Linked DNA regions of Oryctolagus cuniculus: region 1 is linked to region 2. The links are chromatin contacts, called in public Micro-C maps. All regions are on one chromosome and are shown on one strand. The core of a region is the stretch at or near the end of the contact, and the rest is flanking DNA. Distances in the headings are between cores, read along the strand shown. Region 1 has its middle 36 kb from the start of POMC. Region 2 holds the start of LOC138848742 (collagen alpha-1(I) chain-like).

Evidence for each region. Hi-C and Micro-C count contacts between places; a contact is called where the count stands out from the background.
Region 1: a contact with region 2 is called in a Micro-C map of ear pinna, with 4 times the contacts expected there. The contact joins the enhancer-like site here to the promoter of LOC138848742 in region 2. A contact is called at or near these places in 2 of 6 Hi-C or Micro-C datasets (ear pinna and an unstated tissue).

What each region holds. Positions count from the first base shown.
Region 1 is chr2:177,468,743-177,475,461 of mOryCun1.1, reverse strand. No RefSeq gene overlaps it. Among named protein-coding and RNA genes, the nearest start is that of POMC, 36 kb to the left of the region's middle. Within about 2 kb of position 3,376, at least 8 of the 8 cell types and tissues checked have an H3K27ac peak or open chromatin away from gene starts, as enhancers often do. A contact at or near this core is called in ear pinna, where this site is marked.
Region 2 is chr2:177,363,989-177,370,568 of mOryCun1.1, reverse strand. LOC138848742 (collagen alpha-1(I) chain-like) reads left to right here and starts at 2,558. Exons shown (of 2, transcript XM_070069523.1): 1 at 2,558-4,491; 2 at 4,668-4,908. The coding sequence starts at 2,558. The coding sequence ends at 4,908. DNMT3A (DNA methyltransferase 3 alpha) reads right to left here and starts at 5,012. Exons shown (of 23, transcript XM_070069735.1): 1 at 4,994-5,012.

The sequences.
Region 1 (6,719 bases), core at 2,127-4,626, 100 kb before region 2:
TGAAATATGCCAACCAGGAGCCAGTGCGGACGAGCAGACAGCTGAGCGGAGAGCTGGGAATGACAGCTCGGTGGCCCCTCGGCCTGTCCTCCAGTGGCTCTCAGAGAGCGGGCCACACCCACTGCTAGTCCCAGCACAGCTCCCTGCTCTGGGCTGACTCCGATCCAAGCTGGGCCACCAGACGCTCTGCCCCAGGACCCTGGCACAGTCCCACACTGAGCAGCCCTGCGAAGGCTGGGACAGCAGACACACGTGGGCCACGGGCAAACCACGAGTCCAGGCAAGGGAAGGGGCCAGGTGAGCAGAGAGGCAGAACCGAGCCCAGAGCGGAGGAGGACGGAGGGCAGCGCCCCGGGCCCGCCTCCGGCAGCTGGCTTCCGCACTGAATTTGATCTTTGCAGCTTACATGGGTCTCTGGGCCTGGCAGCCAGAGCAGCCACCACGGGGCAGGCTCGCGGGGAGGGCGGGGGCTCAGCCCAGAGCAGCCACCACGGGGCAGGCTCGCGGGGAGGGCGGGGGCTCAGCCCAGCAGGTCATCGAAGTGTTTTCCATCCAAGGGAGCCCCTCGGGTGCCTTACTTCTGCCCAGAGGAAGGGAGCCGGGGCTGGGTTCCAGCCACTTCGCTGGTGGCAGCAGTGGGTCAGAGCTGGGCCTCCTTGACTGAGTGTTCACTGACAGCTGCGACTGAACACCTGACGCACCTCGCAGGCCCACAAGCCCCTGGGAAGGCGGCTGTAACTGTGCCCATTTCACAGGCCAGCTTACAGAGGTCAAGCTGGCTCTCACACAGCTAGGAGAGCTAGAATTTGAACCCTGACCTGCTGTTCTGCTGGCCACCCTGCACTGGCACTGTAACTAAGACCCATGCCCAGCGTTGTCCTCAGGCGGCAGTGCCTTCGGCAAGGTGACTAAGTACAGAGAAGGGTGTTGGCATTCTGACTGTTCAAAGAGCTAAGCAGACCGGCCGCAGTGTGAGGCCAGCCAGCCACCATGACCTCTGCTGTGACAAGGTCGTCTCCCTGACAGCTCCCCGGTGTCCTGCGCTCCAGCTGCTGCCGCTTGTGGCTGCCCAGCCCCTCTCTCTCTCCTGGAAATGGCTACCTGCAGCCGCATCCGGCGGCCTGGCCACCTGGACCGGGACGGTGCAGGATGAAGCAGAATTCTCCCCCGGGGAGCCACGGAGCCCACGGGGCTGCAAGCTGGGAGCAGGGGAGTTACAGCCCGTGCCGTACCTTCCTGTTTGCAGGAGACCAAGCAGAGCCAAAAACAAAAACCAAAAAAGGTTTTTTTTTTTTTAAGGTTTATTAATTTGAAAGACAGCGTTACAGAGACTATGCACCGAATGAGTCACTCCCCAAATGACTGCAAAGGCCAAGGCTGGGCCAGGCCAAAGCCAAGCCAGGAGCCTGGAACACCTTCCAGTCTCCCACGAGGGTGCAGGGGCCCAAGCACTTGAGCCATCTTGTACTGCTTTCCCAGGCCACAGCAGAGAGCTGGATCGGAAGAGGAGCAGCCGGGACTCTAATCAGGGCTCATATGGGATGCCGGCATTGCAGGCAGTAGCTTAATCAGCTGTGCCGTAATCCTGGCTCTGGAGTTTTTAAATTAAAAATGCTTAAATAGGCCGGCGCCGCGGCTCACTAGGCTAATCCTCTGCCTGCGGCGCCGGCACACCGGGTTCTAGTCCCGGTTGGGGCGCCGGATTCTGTCCCGGTTGTCCCTCTTCCAGGCCAGCTCTGCTGTGGCCAGGGAGTGCAGTGGAGGATGGCCCAAGTGCTTGGGCCCTGCACCCCATGGGAGACCAGGAGAAGCCCCTGGCTCCTGCCATCGGATCAGCACGGGGCGCCGGCCACAGCACGCCAGCTGCGGTGGCCATTGGAGGGTGAACCAACGGCAAAAGGAAAACCTTTCTCTCTCACTGTCCACTCTGTCAAAAATAAATAAATAAATAAAAATTAAAAAAGTTTAAAAAAATGCTTAAATAAAAACTTCATTGAGGTATAATTTACATACAATATCTGCACCTTTGTTAAATGAGTTTTAATGAAAATCTACACCCACATAACCATCAGATGGTTCAACATTTTTTCTTCTGATTTCTAATTTTTTAACCCAGTAAACAAGTGTGGTTTCAATACTTTGATAAAAAAAATAAAATAAAATTTACAGGGGCCGGTGCTGTGGCGTAGTAGGTAAAGCCGCTGCCTGCAGTGCCGACATCCCATATGAGCACCATTGGAGTCCTGGCTGCTCCACTTCCGATCCAGCTCCCTGCTAATACACCTGGGAAAGCAGTGGTTGGGCCATCTTCTACTGTTCTCTGGCCTCTTTAAAAAAAAAAAAATGTGGAGAGAGAGGGGAGAGGGGGTCGTTTCTGTTTCAGGCTTGGCTGCCCAGGGCCTGCGGTAGCTTCCCACTGCCCCTCTGGGAGTTCGCCTGGGCAGAGCGCGTGCCTGCCTGGCAGAACCAACCACAGCTCGACTAGGCCCACTGACTCCCAGCAGTGGAGTCCCAGGGCCTCGAGCTCCGAATCCAGCGGGTGGGGGTGCCCGCCGAATTTCATCCGGGTCTGCGGGGGTCCTGGTCCCTTCGGCCCGTTTAGGCACAGCAGCTTCAAAGCACAGCTGTCTGTCCCTCTGCTTCCCACCTGGGCGGGCTCAGGCGTCCTGCTTCCCCTGGGAACCGTGACCACCCCCCCACACCCGGGCCCTCTGACTCCTACCCCGGACACGCAGGGACAAAGCACACGGCAAACCGGAGACGCAGCCGCGGGAGGCAGCCGTGCACCTCCCAGACCTGCGCCCCTAGCTGGAAGCAAGCGCGCGTGTTCCCGCGGCGGCCACCGGGCCCGTGCTGCCCAGTTCCGCCGCAGCATCACCTGCAGCGTCCACCAGAGCTCCGCCACGGCCCCAGTTCCCAGTTCCCACTTCCCAGGTGGCGAAACCGCGCCTCCGGGCCATGACGTAACTTGCCCACGGCTAGAGGCTGCGGCAGGCAGCCCCCCAAAACCTCGCCTCCGCATCACCGCGCTCCCGCCACTGACAACCAGCTGGGGACCCCTTCCCCACCCCCGCACACAGCTCCGGCCGCGGCGTCCTCCTCGGACACCTGCAGGGACACCCCCCAAGGTCCCCTAGGCACCAGGGGACACCCCACCGGGTTGGGCCGGGCACTGCGGGCCCCCTCCCCGGACATGGACGGGCGCACACTCCCTTTCCGGGGTCCCAAGTGCTGCGGCTCGCACTTAGACCTGAGATGTTGCTGCGACAACGCTCGGGCGTGTCACCCCGCCGACCGAGCACACGGAACCCCCACCCTCGGCGCGCCCGCCGACGCCGGCCGACGGAGCGCTCCAGGCGGCTACGTCACCGCGCAGGCCCCGCCCCGCAGAGGCGGGCCCTTCCGGCTCTCCCGGAAGTCCCGGAGCGCGGCGGAGGGCGGTGCGCGCGTGCGTCGGGGGCGGGGCTCCGGGGCTGCGGTGGCCTGCCCCTCCCCCAGCGCGGGGTCGCCAGGGAGTGGGCTCCGCCGGTGCGGCGTGGTCCGTCCCAGTTAGTGGCGGTACCGGGGATCCGCATCCGGCCAAGCCGTGGACGCCGCAGCCCCCAGCCCCGGGCTAGCGCCACCACTCGGCTGCCTTCTCGTACTGTGCTAGGGCGTTTGGTTTTTTTCTTTTTTTTTTACCAAAAAATTACGTAACTGTATGCCGATTTGTGGAGGAACATGCTAGAATACTTACCTAAGCATTGCTGATCATGGAAGCATCTAGAGAAAAGACAAGAAAGCAACCTAAATGTCCGAAATTATGGATGAATTACGGCACGCCCACGACGCGGAGTAGTATGTAGCCATTAATGGCCTCTGAAAATGTTGCAGCAGAGCAAACAAAACAAAACAAAAAAGTGCGTGGTGTGTGTGTGTGTGTGTCTGGCCCCTCTTGATGGCTCCTGCTCCACAAATAAATTTTTTTAGGATTTTAAGATTTATTGTATTTATTTGAAAGGCAGAGTTAGGGAGAGGAAGAGAGAGAATCTTCCATCACTGGTCCACTCCCCAAATGGCCACAACTCACAGGGCTGGGCCAGGCCAAAGCCAAGAGCCAGGAGCTTCATCAGGTCTCCTATGTGGGTGCAGGGGCCCAAGCACTTAGGCCATCTTCCACTGCTTTCCCAGGCCATAGCAGAGAGCTGGCTCAGAAGTGGAGCAGCTGGGATTTGAACCAGCGTCTGCATGGGATGCTGGCATTGCAGGTAGCAGCCTAACCGGTTACACAGGCCCCATAAACAAATCTTTAAAAACTTGTGTGTATGAAAGGAGAGATACAGGCAGGTCGTCCTTTTGCTGGTTCACTCCCCACATGCCAGAGACAGCCAGGGCTGGGCCGTGCAAGCCCAGAGCCAGGGACTCCATTCTTTTTCACGTGGGTGGGGGGGACCCAAGTGCTTGACCATCACCTGCTACCTCCAAGGTGCATGTCAGCGGGAAGCCGGAACTTGAACCCAGGCAATCCACTATGGGGTGTAGGCTTCCCGAGAGGCATCTTAACTGCCGTGCCAAACATGCACCCCAAAAAGATATGTTCAAAGGATGGTGATGTGGAGTGCAGGAGACTTCCCGATCAGATGTTTACAGAATAGCACCCGGCACACAGCAAGTGCTCCATAAAGGTTAGTTCTTATTACAAGGTGGGGTAATAAGGAACTACATGATTTTAAATTAGTAGGGTTGTATTCGCATCCAGCACAAAGGAGAGACATGGAGAAATTCCAAGAGCGATCATGGAATGGGATTATGGACTGTTTGCTTTTCTCTCTTCTTTAACTGCTGTAAAGTTGGCGCGATTCCTGGAGTGGCCACACGGGGGACACAGCCTCTAGTACAGTCTTTCCCGTGGAAGGCAGAGGCAGGGTCCCTCCTGGTGCCAGCTGCAGCCGGGCCCTGGCTGCCTTTCCCCGGAGCCCGGAGTGGAGGCCTAGGGTGGTAGCGTGGGTCCCTGCCCCCTATCCCTGGCTGGCCCCGTCAACCAGCAAGCCCAGGCCCCGGGCTCTGATGGGCAGAGGTGTTCTGATCCAAGCCCTAAGCTCCTGGGCTGGGTCTACAGCAGTGGCAGCAGAAGCTGCCTGGCGGCAGAAGTGAGTTAGTTTCAGGTTGCCTGGTTTCTTTTGTTAACATTTATTTTATTTATTTGAAAGGTGGAGTTACAGAGAAAGAGGTCTTCTACCCGCTGGTTCACTCCCCAAATGGCCACAACAGCCAGGCGGAAGCCAGGAGTCAGGAGCTTCTTCCGGGTCTCCCACACAGGTGCAGGGAACCAAGCACTTGTGGGTGCAGGGCCCCAAGGCCTTGGGCCATCCTCCACTGCTTTCCCGGCCATAGCAGAGAGCTGGATCGGAAGTGGAGCAGCTGGGACTCGAACCGTATGGCGCCCATATGGGAAGGCGGCACCACAGCACCCGCCCCTCAGGTTGTCTCTTGACTGGAGAGAGCAAGACCCATTTAGAAGGCGCTGCCACCTTCTGCTGTGCAGCCCCACTGCCGACCCAGCCGTCCAGGACCCCTCGGAGGGAGGGTCCCCCGGGAGCTCTCCTGCCCCCACGCCATCGTCCCTACAGGGCAGGGCATCCTCCCCAGCAGCACACACGGCGGCTCCTGCCAGGGCAGGACTCACTTTTGTCAGGGCCCTGGGGGGCGACTGAGGGAGCTGAGTGCCCGTGGGTCGGCTATGCCAGGCCGTCCACCTGCCCAGGGTCCCTGAGGGCCAGGAGAGGGGTCACGGGTGGGGACGAGGGGCTTCCTGTCACGTGGCATCGCACCCAGGGCACCGAGGCGCTGCTGTGGGCCCGGTGGGCCTGCGGGCTCAGGGCCAGAGGCTGGCTGCTGACCAACCGCAGCCCTGGCCGTACTCGGGGAGCTTTGCCCTCGGCCCGCATTCCGTCTCACTCTCAGAAAGCCCCGGCCCAGCACAGTTTCTGCGGCAGGAATTTTTGTGAATTTGCTTAAATACAGGAGAGGTTCCAGTTCAACAGGAAACAAGCGCCAGTGTCGAGTATCTTCGTGCGGGGGTGCGGCTGGCGGCGGGCAGGGCCCAGCCTGACGGAGCAGGCATCCTGGCCACGGAAACGTAGCTCTGGGGGCCGGCGCCGTGGCTCAGCGGGTGAGGCTGCGGCCTGCAACGTGGGCATCCCACACGGGTGCCGACTCGTGCTCTGGCCGCTGCGCTTCCAGTGGCCTGGGAAAGCAGTGGAAGACAGCCTGAGTGCTGGGCCCCTGCACCCACGTGGGAGACCCGGACGAGGCTCCTGGCTCCTGGCCTCGGCTTGGCCCAGCCCTGGCTGTTGTAACCATCTGGGGAGTAAACCAGAGGATGGAAGATCTCTCTCTCTCTCTCTCTCTCTCTCTCTCTGTCTCCCTCTCCCTCTCCCTCTCTCCCCCTGTAACTCTTTCAAACAAATAAAGCTTAAAAAAAATAAATCAAGAGAAAGAAAAGGAAAAACACAGCTCTGGCCTTGTGCCCGTTTCCACCAAGGGGCTTAAGGTCGCAGGTGCAGCCCAGCCACGCCCTGGGACCCTGGCTCCCAGGCCCCTTCGCAGGCCATGGCACCACACCTTGCACCCACACATGGTGGTCAGCGCCCTCAGGCCTCCTTGGAGAGAGGACAGCTGGGGATGGGGGTTTTTGTTTGTTTTTAGTTGCAGATAGAAGCGGAGACCTGCAGCTCAGG
Region 2 (6,580 bases), core at 1,309-3,808:
TACGCCGCCCTGGCTCGCCAACACCGCGTGCCACCTCGCTGCACCTGCACAGCCACGTGGAACTGCAGCCCACGCGCCCTCCCATTTTTCAGGTGAGGAAGCCGAGGCCCAGAGAAACGCAGTTTGGTTGCATCGGAATGCAGCTCCATCGGACCCCAGGGGCACATGTGGAAGCAGGTCCCATCTGTGCACACGCGGCTGCGCCCCGTGCACACGCAGCATGCACACTTGGCCAGGCGGATGCAGGCTCACAGGCAGACACAACGCGGGCTGCCACTCCATAGGGTCTCAGACGTGGTCACGTTTTGGGGAAAACTCTAGTGAGAGAGCAGTGCCGGGAAACCAGCCCTCCAAATTCAGGCGGGGAGCGATCGGGCACCTGCTCAGTGACCCTGCCTGGGAGCAGAAGCCAGTTCCTGACAGCTGTGCCCTGGCCCTCGGGTCAGAAGCCAACGACCTCTGGCAGGGGTGGGGAGGTGGGGGCAAAGGCACCCAGCAGAGACCCCGGGCTGCAGGAAACGCCAAGGCGGAGAAGCACACAGTGGGCACGGGAGCGCCCCTTCTGGTCTCCGGCCCCAGGGAGCGCCCCTTGCGGGCCCTAGTCCAGCGCCCAGTGCTCCCAGAGCTGAAAGTTCTGAGGACTGCCCGGGGAGTCTGTCTGTAACTCGCCCCACCCCCGCCCACCCCCAGCCTGCTGTGCTCACATTCCATTTCCACCCGGGGCCCAAGAAGAAGAGCTTGGAGAGACTCGGGGAGGTACAAACCTGACCAACTTGTGTGCAAGGGGACTTCAGAGACTGCGATTACAAGTTAGATTTATTTTGGTGCAGAACATTGGAAATCCACGGGCTGTTTTTTCTACAACACGCATTTTCCACCAACTTTGGGAAGACCCCCGGAGAGCAGCAAAGGGAGAGAGCACTCTACCACTAACCCTCTTCTGGGGGAGCACAGAGCCCAGGCACAGACGCCCTGCCGATGTCCACGGGAGGACTGAGATCCCCCGCCCCAGGGTGCGAGGTCCCTGTTGCCTGGCGACCACAAACCGAGTGGAGAGCTGGACCCGCAGCCAGCCACAGCCCAGCCTGGGTCTCCCAGAGTGCGACCTGGCTCACTTCCCCCTGGGGACCCTGGGCAAGCATCTCATGGTTTTCCTTGCTGGCTTTGAGAGAGGACCCAGCAGAGACGGGTGATGGTAAAACGCTCCCCAGGACCAACAGCTGTGAGCTCGGGACTCATCCACGCACATGGACGGACGCACACATGAACCTACAGACCCGCGCTGGAGGGATTACAGGCGGCCGGATGGGACAAGCCCGCCCCTCACAGCAGGCCTCCTCTCCCAGCCCTCCCAGCCCCGGTCCTACCTTCTTTCCTTGGGTGCTGAGAAACAGAGCACCCTGCCCCCACTCCTGAGTCTGAAATTCCACCAGGAGAATCTGAGCCATAGAATTTTGAAGTTGGAATGAACCTGCAAGCTCCAGTCCAACCCCCACCCGGCAGAGGAATCCTGTCCACAGACACCCTGACAGATGGCCACTGGCCGCCTCTCCCAGGCTTCTGCGGGGCTGGGGACGCGGCCTTGGTCTGCCAGGAGATTCACCTCTCCTGGGTCAGTCTCCTACAGAGGGCACCCAAGCCTGGGTGGGGTAACGAGAAAAGCATTGGTGAGCCCAGGCCAGGTCCACTCCTGCCAGAGCAGGGGTGAAGAACCAGCAAGGAGGAGCTGGCCAAGAGGCTGCAGAGGGCACCAGGACCCACAGGAAGGGATCTAGAAGGGGCGGGTGGCAGGTAGGTGCCTGCCCGCTGCACAAGTTGGCCTGGGGTCCTTCCTGGACACGGCTGTGGCTGGAGTACACACACACGGCTGTCTCAGCTCTGCCAGGGCCTCAGTGGAACCATCTTGGCCTCCACTCCCAACAAGAACTCTCCCCAGCCTAACTCTCCAAAGGCAGGTGGCTCAGCAAACTACCTGGAGCAGGCCGGGGAGAGCTCAGGAGGGTGGGCCTGACAGCTGGGCTCCTCAAGCCCCCCCCCCTCCAGGCGGGCCAACACCCCTGCAAGGCAGGGAGAGGCGCTCCCCTGGCTGCAGCCCGCACATCTGCCCAGGAGGCAGGAGGCACGCTGGAGCCGCACCTGATCCCAGGAGCCCTTCGGCAGCCGCCTGCCCCGGAGGCCCCGCGGCTGGCAGCCCGCGGTGAAACATGACGACTGCGCAGTCCCCCAGGGATGCTGAGGGCAGTCCCTGGGCACGGCGGCCAGGGGCAGGCCGGGTCACAGGGCGCAGGGCGCTTCTCTCCAAGGCTTTCCTGCCTGATGGCTGCAGAGGGGGCGAGCTGGGTGGCTCTGGGGCCGCAGCCCTTCCTCCTGCCTGGCGCAGGCCAGAGCTGCCCAGCTGGGTGCAAGACGCCATCTTGGGTCAAGGTGCAGCCACAGGGGGCACCTTCGCGGGACCCCCCCACCACGAAAGCCAGCGCCCCCTCCATACACACACACAGCCCGAGGGCGCCAACGCCGACTTCGCGGGCCTCGCGGCATAGGGGGGCGCATAGAGGGGATGGAGCGCACGGGGAGCGAGGAGCGGGTGCGCCCACGAAGGAAGGCTCCGGGAGAGCGAGACGCAGCTCAGCAGCCCGAGGGCCGCGGGCCCCAGCGGCCAGGGGCTGGGGGAGGCCGGGGGCGGGCCCTGGACCCGCGCCAGCTCGGTCCGCGCCAAAGGCGAGGGAGGGCGAGGAGAGCTGGGGTGAGGGCGGGACACGGAGCGCGGGGTCCCCCGGGGCGTGTGGACGCGGGGCCGAAGCCCCCGGTCTGCAGCCTCGGCGAGGCCGCGTCCTTCACTGTGCAGACGCGAAGCTCTCAAGGACACGTCTGCACCGGCCCGGCGGGGTGCGTGTGCGTGAGTGTGTCCGCGTGCGTGCGAGTGTGTGCGGGGAGGCGGGCTGCTGCAGGGGGCGACCCTAGGCGTGCCCCCCCCCCCGCGCGCCGCTCCCACCCCCGCGTTTTCCGGCCCCGGCGGCCCGGGATCCCCGCCCGCCCCCGCCCCGCCCCCACACTGCGGCGTCGCCACCACCGCCGCCCCGGCTCCCACGGCCCGCAGCGGGGGCAGGGAGGAGCCAGGCACGACGCCCCCCCCATCTCCCAAACGCCGCCGCCGCCGTCGCGGGCCGTCAGTCTCTCCGCGGGAAGGTGCGCCCCCAAAGTGGGCGCTCTCCTCACCCCCGCCGCCCCTCCCAGCTCCGCGGGCGCCCCGCACCCCCAGCCACAGGTGGCCGGAGGAGGATCGCGGCGCTGCGCTCCGCGGCCCGGCCCCCCGGTCACCCCGCGGCCCGCCCCCGGAGGCCTCCCGGGTCCCCCGCCCAGCCGGGCCGAGGAGGCCCGGGAGCCGGGGGGAGGGGCGGGGGGCCGGGTCGTGCCAGGCTGCCATTTTCTGCCGCCGCCGCGGAGCCTGCGCGGGGCCCGGCCCCCGCCCCCTCCCCCGCTCCCCGCGGGCCGCGGCGGGGGCCGATTATTCCGGGTCGGGGTCCGCGCCCTCCAGCGCGCCCCGGCCGCAGGCCCCAGGCAGGGCCCCGGGGCGGGGGCAGAGCCCGGAAGGCGGGGGCGGCCAGGCCGGGGCCCCTGCGGCAGCGCGGAGCCGGGCACGGCCGGCCGAGGCAGGCGGTGGAGGGGGCCCCCCGCGGCATTGTATGGACTTGAACTTGAGCCCGGAGCCGGGCGGGGGCGGGGAGGGGGGTCCGCGCCGGGAGCGGGCAGGACAGGAGGGGGCGCCTGCAGAGCCCGCGGGGACATAAACAAACCCTCAAATCCCCCGCGCCGCCCCGGCCAGCCGGGGCCGGCCGTCCCCTCCCGCAGCCCCGGCCCCGCGGGCGCCCGGCGCCGAGTTGCGGGGGTCCCGGGAGCGTGCCCCGAGCTGGGCACTGCCCGCCGCGGCGCCCCCCGCCCGGCCTCCCGCTCCGCGCCCGCCTCCGGGCCGGCCTCCCGGGCCGCCAGCGGCGGCGCTCATTACCGTGTGGCCGGTCGGGTCGGGCCGGCCCGGCTGCGCGCCCTGGTGCCGCGGCGCCGCGTCCCGGCTCGTCCTCTGCTCTCGCCGCCGCCGCCGCCGCCCGCGCGCCCTCCCTCCCGCCCGGCCCGCCTGCCTGCCTCGCTCGCTCGCTCGCTCCCTCCCTCCGCTCGCTGTCGCGCTCCCTCTCTCCGCCTCCTCCGCCGGGTCCCCCCCTCCCACCCCTTCTCTCCGCCTTCCTCCTTCCCTCCCTCCGGCCGCCCGCGGGCCCAGGCCTCCGCCCGCCGCTCGCCCCCCGCGGCCGCGCTGGCCCCGGCCCCGGCGCTGCGGAGCCGGCCCGGGAGGCAGCGCCGGCTGGGGGGCCCCGGGGCGGCCCGCGGCGGGAGCGGCCTGGGCGCGCGGCCGGTCCTAGCGCCCTCGGCCCGACTCTGCGGCCCCGCCGGGGTCCCCCGCACGCTGCGAGACGGAGGGCCGGACCCTGCAGCGCCCCGACCGTGCGCGGGGCCTCGGCACCCCCGCCTCGGCCGCGCTCCCGGCCACTCGGGGGGCCCCTGGAGTGGCGGCCGAGCCCGGGGTTGGGGGGCCTCGCTGCAGTCCTCCCCCACCACCCCCGCCGCCGCGGGCCGCCCCGCTACCTGGCGCTGCCTCTGCGCTGGGTCCCCGCATCCAGCACTGGCCGCAGGGACAGCGGCCCCTCCTCTCCCCCGGCCGGTGTCAAGTGCCTCCCCCCGCAGCCCGCGGAGCCCCCGGCGGCCTTCGCCCTGCAGTTCTCACGACCTCCACCAGAGCCCACTGCACTCTGCCTGCCTCAGCACTGGGGCTGGGGACAGCAGCGCCGGTCCAGCCCCGCCGCAACCCCCGGCCAGGTGCCGCCGCCGCCGCCGCCGAGTGGAGGCCCGGCGGCCCGGTAGGGCCACGGCAGCAGCGCCAGGACCCGCTGCCAGCCCGAGCCCCTCCCCGGGATGAGCCACCCTGCAAGGGGTGAGCTCCCCGTACCTGGAGGTGTCCAAGTGGAGTTGGGTGTCCTCCGCTGGGCACTGGAAGACTGAACCGGTTTTGTGGAGTGGGAGGCTGAGCGAAATGACTCGGAAAGTCTCCTCCAGCTGTGAGATTCCCTGCGTCTCTGCATCCGCCCTCACCCCCTCACTGTGGGAGGGGGTTCTCTATTCCTCAGCCTGCTCGCCTGGCCCATCCTCCCCAGCAACCTGCCCCCACCTGCAGCCTCCATTCCACCCAGTCCCCCAGCAGTACGCCCCGTCCCACACCCCAGACACCCCCTGTCCCGCAGCGGGCTCCGAGGCCCTCCCTGTGAGCAGCACCCACCACCGCCGCAGCCTTAGCCCTTGGAGGGTCCCAGGAAGCTGATTCCACCGCCCCTAGCTGTCCTGTCACCCAGGAGAAAAGGCGGGCCTTCCGGAAGGCCCTTGGACACTCCCAGGGCCTCCGTCCACCCTACCCTGACCCTCAGGCCCTGAGTTCACTCTCCCAGCAATCGTCCCGGGCTTCTCCAATGTCATCCTCACTCCATGTCACCCACGCTCCTGATGCGGGGCCCTGCCCTCCGTGGCCTCCGCCTCGCCACTTGCAGAGCCTCGTGAAGACGGGGACACTGCATGTCACCCGTGCAACCCGGCGCCTGGAGCACGGGAACGCTGGAAGGGCCGTGTGAGCTACAGGCCCCTCGCTCTGTGCCCGCTACTTGTGGGCGGGCACCCACAAGCTCTCAGCCTGGAGGAATGACTGGCACTCCTGTCCCTCCATCCAGGGCTTATGGAACCCTGCCCCCAAATAGCAACCACGCACCAGGTGCCCATGGTGGGCCCAGCACAGGACCCAGGACACAGCAGCTTCCCTTAGCCCTACCCCGTGAGGTGGCCTGTGGTGTCCCTACTTCACAAAGGAAGAGACAGGCGCGGCTGACGCAAGGCAGATGGGAAGTGGCAGGACGCGAAGCCGGGTGGCCGTGAGTCGGAAGCCACCTTTAAAACATTCCAGGAGCTCTTAACCAGCCCATCGCTCAGGGCCAAGATGGGCCCGTGTGGGCTTCCATTCAGTAGTGCTCTTTCTGGCGACATGAGTGGGAACCTGGGAAGTGTGTGACCCTGGGAGTCTGCATAGCCAGAGAGGCCCAAGGTGGCTGTGTGGGGAGCTCTCTGTCCATTGAGAAGCCACCTGTAGGCGTGGCCTGCAGAGGTGGTCCCAGCCCCTGGCCCTGAGGCCTTTGGTCTCACCCTGGCCTCTGGGTTACTTGGGTCTTTGTTACTTTAAGGTGAAAGATTGGTAGGAGCCGCTTAGGAAGGAAGAGGCCTGCTTTGGGTCACAGTTTGGGCAACTCGCAGTCCAGGATCCAGGCGATGGGTGGTGGCACGTGTGTGACAGGATTGCGTGATGAGCCAGGAGCAGAGGGAGAGTGAGCGAGCTGGACTGAACTCCGCTTAACTTTGTCCAGCCGCCTTCTGCGGGCCAGCCCCGGATCACCTAAGGACCCTCCACTGGAGACGTAACTGTCTCAAGCCTCCATCCTCCAGCCCTGTTGCTGATGGTGATCCGTGAACCATTGATGTAGGCCTTTGGTGTTTGAAC